2 separate regions of the Mus musculus genome follow, and region 1 is linked to region 2. Evidence: chromatin contacts called from public Hi-C data. All regions are on one chromosome and are shown on one strand. The core of a region is the stretch at or near the end of the contact, and the rest is flanking DNA. Distances in the headings are between cores, read along the strand shown. Region 1 holds the start of Fam177b (protein FAM177B). Region 2 has its middle 22 kb from the start of Gm33747.

Region 1 (4,481 bases), core at 578-3,077, 230 kb after region 2:
TCTAAACTCAGATGACTGTGGGGTTTATGTATTCCACATCAGGCTTTTGCTTTGGCTATATTTCACAGAGCCACCTCCTTGCCATCTTTTCTTGGATGTCTCAATCCTGGTTAGACTGAATCAACACACACATACATACACACACACACCACATAACACAATCTACCCTGCTTGTCTTGCTATCTCAATATATGACAATTCTATCCCTATAGTATTGGCCATTCTTGATTCTTTAACCAAACCTCATATTAGATATATCAAGAAATTATCTTGTATATTTCCAGAACACTAAGAATTTCTGCCATTCAACTGTCCCACCCTGGTCTACACACCTGTATTATTTGTAAAGGTCTCCTTAGGCTTCCTATATAGTCTAGACTTAAAACAGCAACAACAACAACAAGCAGCCAAAGTTGTTCAACTCTTTGGTCCTGTCACTCCTGTATAAACCTCTCTAGGGGATCACTCAAGTCAAAGCCTTACAATGTCAAACCTTACAATGGCTTCTGGGACTGTGGTCTGACCTCTTGTGCTTTTGTTATGGCAGTCTTGTTGGGGCATGACCTGGATGTTGTCTTGAAACCACAGCAAGTGTGATCACCTGCACTTTACCCTCACATGACTGACGTTCTCCTGCGGAGGGAGTGAGGATGGTCATTGAACTCCATGCCTGAGACTCCAGCCCCACCCCCATGCTCCTTGCCCACAGCTGCATGCAGTCCTGCCCTGGCTGCACATCCCAGGAGGTACAGGCTACATGGGTGGAAGGCTGACTGACCTGAGGACTCCGGTCCTCCTTAAACTGTATATTTTTCTTTCTTTCTGCTCCCTTGCTTTTCACAAATCTGCATCAAGAGTAAACTCTAGTAATCACACACCCAGCAGAGTAAATATCAGGTCACAGTGAAGACTCTCCTCCACCAAATCTTGATCTAACCTTTCAGTTTAGTCTCAGGCATGTCCTTAGGACAAGGGCAGAGAGCAACCACATGCTTTGCCAAAATCTCACGAGAACGCTTTCTATCCCAATTGCTAATATTCTTCTCTAAAACCTGAGTTAGACCTCCAGTCCCCATTATCCCCAGAACTACTGTCCTCTGAGCTCCTAACCTTTGCTCAGTGTCCAACTGATTTTATAGTTCAAAATAAGTCTTCCACATTCTTCAAAACAAACAACAAACATGGCTAGGTTTGTGTGAGCAGTAGCCCACTCTAGAGTCCTAACTTCTGGCTTATTTTTCTATTGATGTGACAAAACATCACAGCCAAAGGCAACTTATAGAAAACATATGAATTAGGCTTCCTGGTGGTTAATCTACATCATAGCAAACACATGGTAGAACGCTGGGGCAGGAGCTGAGAGCTCACATCTTGATTCAGTTTGAAGTCTGAAGCTTGTATCCAATGAAACACCGCCTCTAACAAGGCCATACCCCTTAATCCCAAAGTTTCACCAGCTGGGGACCAAATATCACATAAGTGAACCTATGGGGGCATTCTCATTCAAACCACAGCAGGTGATGTTTTTCCTAGTTTGCTGCTGTCATCTTCTGCCCAGTGACATTCGTGTCCTGATGTATGGCTGGAACTCAGCATTCACTTAATGAATCATGCGATTAAATTTAGTGAGTATGGAAGGAACTATGTAATGAATTACAAAATACAAACTTGCAAGTTTTTTCTGTTTTTAAACAATCTTAGTATTTTTCTTGTTATCTATAATCATTTCAGTTTATTTATACCAAGAAAGCTCATGCTGGCTTCTGACTTGAAGGAGGAAGGCATCTCACCAACAGTCTGTTACTACTCTCTTGGTACTTACCATCATGTTTGCAAATGGATTGGGTTACAACAGCAAAGAACCAGCATTGGGTAATTTACACAGGAACTATCCAACCCTTTCCAGCCTCCACTGTTCCCAATTCACGATGCTGTGTAGGGGTCTAACCTGTGCTGAGCACAACCTCATAGAAGGAACTGGAGCTGTGTGTGCACAGCAGTCAGTGAGAATGCACAACAGGGACAAATCCCGTGTAAGCCACCCACTGCCACTCCTCAGGACCACGGGTCACCTGGGATGATCTTGCACCTTTATCTTCAGTAGTAACGGTGTGCAGTTATGTGCCTGTTTCTGGGCATTTCCCAATGTTTACATCATGGTAGATAATGCATGTCATTGTCGGACACCCTGGAGGTGCCCAGCCCTGGCTAGCCACAGCTCACAGAATATGGTGTTGAACTGGTACAATGGGCTGGATGAGCTAATTAAAGCTGTGCTTTCCACATGAAGATGTGGTTAAGTCCCAGTACAAACACAAGCATAAACTAAGTGTGTCAAGGAAATTAACTCAGGAAGCAAAGAACAGACCCAACTGTCATTTAAAGTATAAGAATTTTTCCTGCACCAAATCTACTAGCAGATAATCACCACATAAATCCAGCGAACATGTAAGTAAAATGGCTTTTATTTTCATAAATAAAAAGATAAATCATATAAACACTGTACAGAAGTAGCTGTACAGGAGCTGTCCTCGCCTGGTATGAAACACATGCAACACCAATGTCCAGTGTCATCTCTGCACAGCCTGCCTGCCAGTGCTTTATAGTCAGCGTCCCCACAATCCCTGCTACTGCTTCGGAACCTCATGGTGCGCCCGGCGTATACGAGGCTTCTGGTGTTAGCTTTACAATCAACAAGACTGCTCATGCGATCACGTGAACATGGCCAATGATGGATTTCAACACCTGCATTTACTGCCTTTACAGAAGCGCCGGACATAGTATGTGTTTCCATTTCATGAACGGCAGTCGAGTCCACAGAAACCGCAGCGTGCCTACCTAGGTTAATGAGGGTTAGTACACAGAGCAAGTCCTACAGGCAGAGTATAAACAGGCAGCAGCAAGTACTAGTTAGTTTTGTCAGTAACTAGTTAGTTTTGTCAGTCACTGGCATTTAACAAGTGACTCTGTAGGAAGGGTGACAACGTAATAAAGTATTGTTTTCCTATAGGCAGCAAAATAAAACTTAATGCCCATTCAGTAGTTACTCCAAGTATTCTGAAAGCTACAGCTTAAATATTAGATACTGCAAGCTGTAACTCACATTTTAAATTATTTTTTAAAAAACCCTTAGTGATTATATGTAGCTTTTCAAAGGAGTATAAACTATGATATATGATTTATTGACTACTGTCTTGATTGACAGGTATAATCTCTTCATTCTTCATCATGAGATGTATATTCCTGTTTCAATACTTTATGCAGATTGATGTGTTTCTCACAGGGTGGCTAAAGGGATGCAGTGGTCTACGTATGTGCCTATACACTGTCTGGCACACAGTAAGTTCTCACATACATTATTATTCCTATTATGCGAAGCAATCTGTCACCTAGAAAAGGAAGTTAACACCCCAGGAGAGCAACCAAGCAGGATACACCCACATCTGTTACTTGGTAAAGTATCACACACCCATCATTCCCAGTGTGTGGGTATAAGCAAATCCTTTAAACACATAGTTTGTGTGTCTATATCCTAACCTCTGTCACTATGGCCTAACGCCAAGCCATTACTATAGGATACTGAAGAAAACCATGTTAAAAACACAGTGTCCACCAAAATCAGGGAACAAAGGCATTTTCTTAAAACTCTTCTAACAAAGGAATTACCAGTGTGAGTCAGGACAACCTATCTTGGTTGAGTTTACGAAGGCTTTCTTTACAACATGCAACATTTTAATTCTTCAAAACACACTACCATTCTCTTCCTCTCTCTACACAGAAGCACTAAATGCTAGTACAAAGCTTTACCCCTTAAGTAAAAAGTTCATTAGAAAAGGTACTTGTAAGAAAACCACCACTGTGTGGGTAGTGCGGGTGGAGAGAGCACGGCCCTCCGCTGCTGAGCCAGGCCGAGGGGCACAGACCCAGACTGCTGAATTTCACGTAACTTCCATATTCCTGAAGACACGATTTCCTAGTACAGGGAAAGAGCTTGGTCTGAGGTTTTCTGATTTTAACTGCGATTCTGTTTCCCCACCTAGACTAAGCTAGACTCGGATCTGACAATGTGGTGATGAAAGGTGAACCCATCTCTTTTCAAAACATCCTTCTGGTATCAAACAAGAAGAACAAACATTTCTGTGAAAGTAGAAAAACATGAACATGAAACTTACTATCTAGAGTTCAGAAAAGGTCCAATCCCCCACATATACTCATTAGAGGCATAAAAAACAACCCTTCCAAATGTTGTCCTGATTAAAAAAGCAGAGCCCAGAAGCAAAATCATGAAATGCCTCTATGTTAAAAATCAAGAATAAATAAATGAAAGGCCAAGTTGCTCTGAAGCTAACAATTATCCTGTGGGCTTCAGAGAAATCAGAAACGGCGAACTGAAGCCCCACAGTTTCTCTTGTGGACCAGCAGAGATTGCAGTGAGTGACAGACATTCTTATGAGACCGAGCACCCAGTGTCCTTCTGAGGT
Region 2 (4,267 bases), core at 510-3,009:
CTCTACGTCTCTCAGGTTCAGCCTCCTGGACACTGAAATGGAGATAACAAGGTTTGTATTGTTACTATGGGAACAAGAAATGGCGGCATGCCCGACACATGCTCCCCAACCCATGCTGAGCCTGAGCCTACCCGAAGAGATGCATAGGCCTGAGGTAGGGTTTTCTCAGAACAAAACAACAAAAAACAATACCAAAAAAAAAAAAAAAAAAAAAAAATGAGGATGGAGAACTACCCAGGTCACCATAGAAGAAGAGAATCTTTAAAAGGATTTTAATGTTGAATTGTTTGTGTGCACCCATGTGCAAGAGTGTGTGTGTGTGTGTGTGTGTGTGCACATTAGTGTAGGTACCTAGAGTGTCCAGCAGGTGGCGTCGGATCCTTGGGAGCCGGAGCTACAGACTGTTATGAGCTGCCCAGTGTAGGTGCCAGGAACCCAACACTAATGTTTAAGCTCAGTCATCTCTGCGCCCCAGAAGAAGAGACTTTAAATGGGAGCCCAACACAATCTCTGACCTGATTTGTGGTCCCTCATAAGCTGATGGCTCCCCCCCCCCATTAACCCTCCGTTCCCTGTCCACATCAGTAGGGATGCGTCCCCTGGCAGGGCCTGCACTGACTACCCTCAGGCAGGTCACATCTGTGTGATCACATCCACCTAGTTGCAGACATGTCTGCAGAGAGCCACCACCATGCAAGGCAGAGTGCAGGCAGCAATCTTTGTGTGCAAAGGTAAATGGGAAAAGACAGCAAGGTGGTGGTGACCCTGCGGTCTCCAACCCCACAGAAGAGAAGCATACCTCAGTGTGCCTTGGCACAAGTTGCAACGCTCTAACCAGGCACTTCCTAAGTGTGATGAAGAGATTTTTGTCTGCTTGGTCGACCCTAACTTCTCCCACTTCCACCCCCAGCTTTTGAAACAGGGTCTCCTGTAGCCCCTAGCAGATCAAACCAGCGCCTTCATGCACGCTAGACAAGTACTTTACCAGCCACACTAGCCCTGCTTGCCATTCTTCCAATCCCCTTAGCTTGTCTTGACTGGAACCATGTTTGTGGAATGAGCTATCAGAAGAGGAAACTGAGGTCCTCCAAGAGGAAGACTGTTACTAGTTCTCACAGTAAGTCATTTGCAACCTTTGCACATAGCAGGTAGCGGGAGAAAGCATTTGTTAATATGATTCTACAGTAGTTAGCTTCGCCTGTCTACTTCCAGTAAGCTAATTCACTCCTTGAAGTCAATTTTTACCTAAATGCTTCTTTTTGCTTTAGGGTCTCTGATACTTCATAAGAAATCAAGAGAAACGCCATGTTTATGGAACCTAAGAAATTATGAAAAATAGCTCCCATCTTACAGAATGGGCTGGCTGTTGAGCTCTGTGTTTTAACACAGTGCCAATGAACCGAGAGCCCTTCTGTAGAGGGTAGTCGAATAAATACGCCATTGTGTTGGGAACAGAGTGGCTTGCTCAGGCGCCTGCTTTCCATTTGCTGGCTGCCGGCAGACACCATACTCCCACACCCTTGTCCACAAATACTCTCTGCCCACGTCACACAAGCCTTGCACAGACTTGTCACTTGCTGCCCTGTCAATCCCACAAAAAGCAAAATATCTCTTTCTAAAGAAAGAACTGGCCATGGAGGGGGGGGTGTGGGCTGCTTGCAACGCATGCGGCTGTGGTCACCACCCTGGGGACATCCTTCTCCAGTCATCTCTGGTCATCTCTGCCCCCACCCGCCCGGACACACACACCCTCTAGACCCAACGAACCAACAGCTTCATTCAACACATTGGGGGCCCGCCCTGAGGCCAGGAAGCTTGATCTCTGTCCACTGCTATTCTGGGAACTTGGACTCAGCCCTGGAATTTTACTGGTCAGGCCTTTGAACTTTTCTCTAACCCTTGCCTTCCCTCTCCAGAGCCCCCCACCCCTAGACAGAATGTCTGTACCCACGGAAAGCAAGAACCCTAGACAAGTAGTGGGAATGGGGCAGGAGGATGAGAAGCTCAAGAGAAGGGCAGCAGGTAGCCCTCAGCTGCCTTCACTTTCTCTCTACAGCTAAAATTCAGGGTGTTCAAACTCCCTGCTGAACTAGGTTGTGGGTGGGAGGTCTCTCAGCCAGTAACCGAGTCCAGAAGACTGGCCTCCAGAAGGGGGCGGGTAGGGCTCATGACAGTGAAGACGCTGTCTCACAATTGTCATCCAGGGTCCTGGCTAGTGTGCAACATTAAATGGCATCTCAGGGACACACCAGGACCAGCTTCAGGGAAACAAATAAACTTTACCTGGGCTGAGCCAAGGATTATATAGTTTTGGGGATGGGGCTAGAATATCCAGGATGGGCAAAGGTCATTGGTTGAAGGCTTAAAGTACCAAGATGCCAAATTTTGTTTAATTTTCCTCTTTTATGTTAGAAGTTTTCAGAAGCCAGTTTGGTTTGGTTTCTTGCAAAAAAAATCAAAAGAGTATCTAGCTTTTTACATCATTAAGCATAAACATACCAGCAGTCATGTCGTCCTTGGCTGGATTACACCACTGTCTATCATATGAAGAATGAACACACACCAGATATATGTGATGAGATTCACCTCCCCGGAAAGGCATGCTTGGCCACAGAGGTGCCATCATCCATTTCTTGTGCTAGGGAAGGGAAACTTAGATGACTTTAAACTATGTACTTTGGGTGGTTCAGTGTGCCACACACAGGGCATATTGGGAGATCAGAGTACAATTGGCAGGGTCTCTGCTTCTACTGTGTAGGTCGCTGTGACTCTCCCAGCCCCTGGGGATCATTGGCCAATATCAGTCCACTACAAAGAAAGCAGAGACTATGGACGGGGGTTCGGAAGCTCTGTGAGTACATACAGTAAAGACAACAGACCAGGGCCAGATCAGCTTTACCTGGGCTGATTTAAAGTGTATATAGTTTTGGGGGTGGGGTCAGAATATCCAGGATGGGTAAAGGTCATTGGCTGAAGGCTTAAGGTGTGTAGATGCCTCATTAGGATGGAGAGGCATTCCAGGAATCTCAGGTGCTAGCTGGATGGGTTCTCATGAGGAGAAAGACAGTTAAACCTGTAATCTAACTAAGGCTACATGATATTCTGCAGATAGAGGTCTGTGGGGATTAAGGTCAGAGACGGGGAGTCCCTGCTAGTAAAGGGAGCCCTCCATTTGTGTGGAGCCCAGAAGGCTACCCAGACAACGGTAGACTTGGACCTTAATTATCAGGGCAACAGTTCAGGAATTGAACCCAGGACATTAGGCTTGGTGAGAAGTGCACTTACTGCTGAGCCACCTCTCTGACCCTTGGGTGACTTTTAGAACTTCTGTCATGGGCCCAGAGATATTGAAGCTCAGTTGGCACGCCCAATTACTTGATGACTATTTTGTGGCTCAACAAAGACATACCGGGCTTTAGGGACAAAAAGTTTGTGCATCAAACTGTGTTTATGAAAGCTGGGCTTCTGCTATGTGGGGCTGGGTCTCCTGGGGCCAGTGGCCCTGGTCTCTGATCTGTGATGAGCCACATAGCCCAACTAAACATTCTGCCAGTTTTCCCCCTACAGAGACAGATCAATGGCTTCCAAGTTATATGGCCCCAGGGCAGGGACTGGCTCCTGAACCTACATGCTTACTGGTCCTCCATGTCTGTCTCCTAACTCAAAATTTGTCACTCACAACTGAGGTAATGCCCTTATCCCTAATCTATACCACTGCATTTCAAACCAGAGACCATAGTGTTGTATGTGGTTGGCCCCTTGTACACCAGGGTCTGGATATTGTAGGTAGGATATGCTCATGGATCAAACACTTTTTAATGGGCACCTATTGACAACCCAGCCAAGAATTATAAGTAATGAGCACTTTCTCTATGGTTTAACTCTGGCTTGATACCGTTAAAGTTTAAACTTTCATATTCAATCCTCTTGACTCTGCTTCCAAGATTAAAGATTGTCTTCTGTTGGTGACTCAACTTCCCAAGCAATCTAGCCATACGAAAGGATTTTTACAGACCCCAAGTGTTTGTTGGCTCCATTCTGGTTTGTACGTGAGAGCCTGCTGGAGTGTCATGTGATTCAGCCTAAAGAGAGTTAAAATGAAGTTTGTCAAATTTTTGTTTTGTTTTGTTCTTTGAGACAGGGCTTCTCCTTGTAGCTCTGGCCGTGCTGAAATTTGTTCTTATAAATCAGGCTGTCCTTGAACTCAGAGATCCCCCTGCCTCTACCCAGCAAGTGCTGACATTAAAGGCACGTGCCATGAGACTTG

The links. Hi-C and Micro-C count contacts between places; a contact is called where the count stands out from the background.
Region 1: a Hi-C map of cerebral cortex shows a contact between it and region 2, with 1.8 times the contacts expected there. The contact joins the promoter of Fam177b here to the enhancer-like site in region 2. A contact is called at or near these places in 4 of 39 promoter capture datasets (the 3T3-L1 cell line, the C10 cell line, hippocampal neurons and 1 more), 1 of 15 datasets of contacts at CTCF or cohesin (pro-B cells), 7 of 484 Hi-C or Micro-C datasets (the G1E-ER4 cell line, bone marrow-derived macrophages, cardiomyocytes and 4 more), 11 of 115 datasets of contacts at active chromatin or transcription factors (T-cell acute lymphoblastic leukemia, acute myeloid leukemia, bone marrow-derived macrophages and 7 more) and 2 of 9 other capture datasets (adipose tissue and pancreatic islet).

The regions. Positions count from the first base shown.
Region 1 is chr1:183,273,905-183,278,385 of GRCm38.p6, forward strand. Fam177b (protein FAM177B) reads right to left here and starts at 1,828. Exons shown (of 6, transcript XM_030244966.1): 1 at 1,823-1,828. The coding sequence starts at 1,828. Brox (BRO1 domain and CAAX motif containing) reads right to left here. Exons shown (of 14, transcript NM_027861.4): 14 at 2,448-4,481. The coding sequence ends at 4,448.
Region 2 is chr1:183,041,857-183,046,123 of GRCm38.p6, forward strand. No RefSeq gene overlaps it. Among named protein-coding and RNA genes, the nearest start is that of Gm33747, 22 kb to the right of the region's middle. Within about 2 kb of position 1,760, at least 28 of the 459 cell types and tissues checked have an H3K27ac peak or open chromatin away from gene starts, as enhancers often do. A contact at or near this core is called in cerebral cortex, where this site is marked.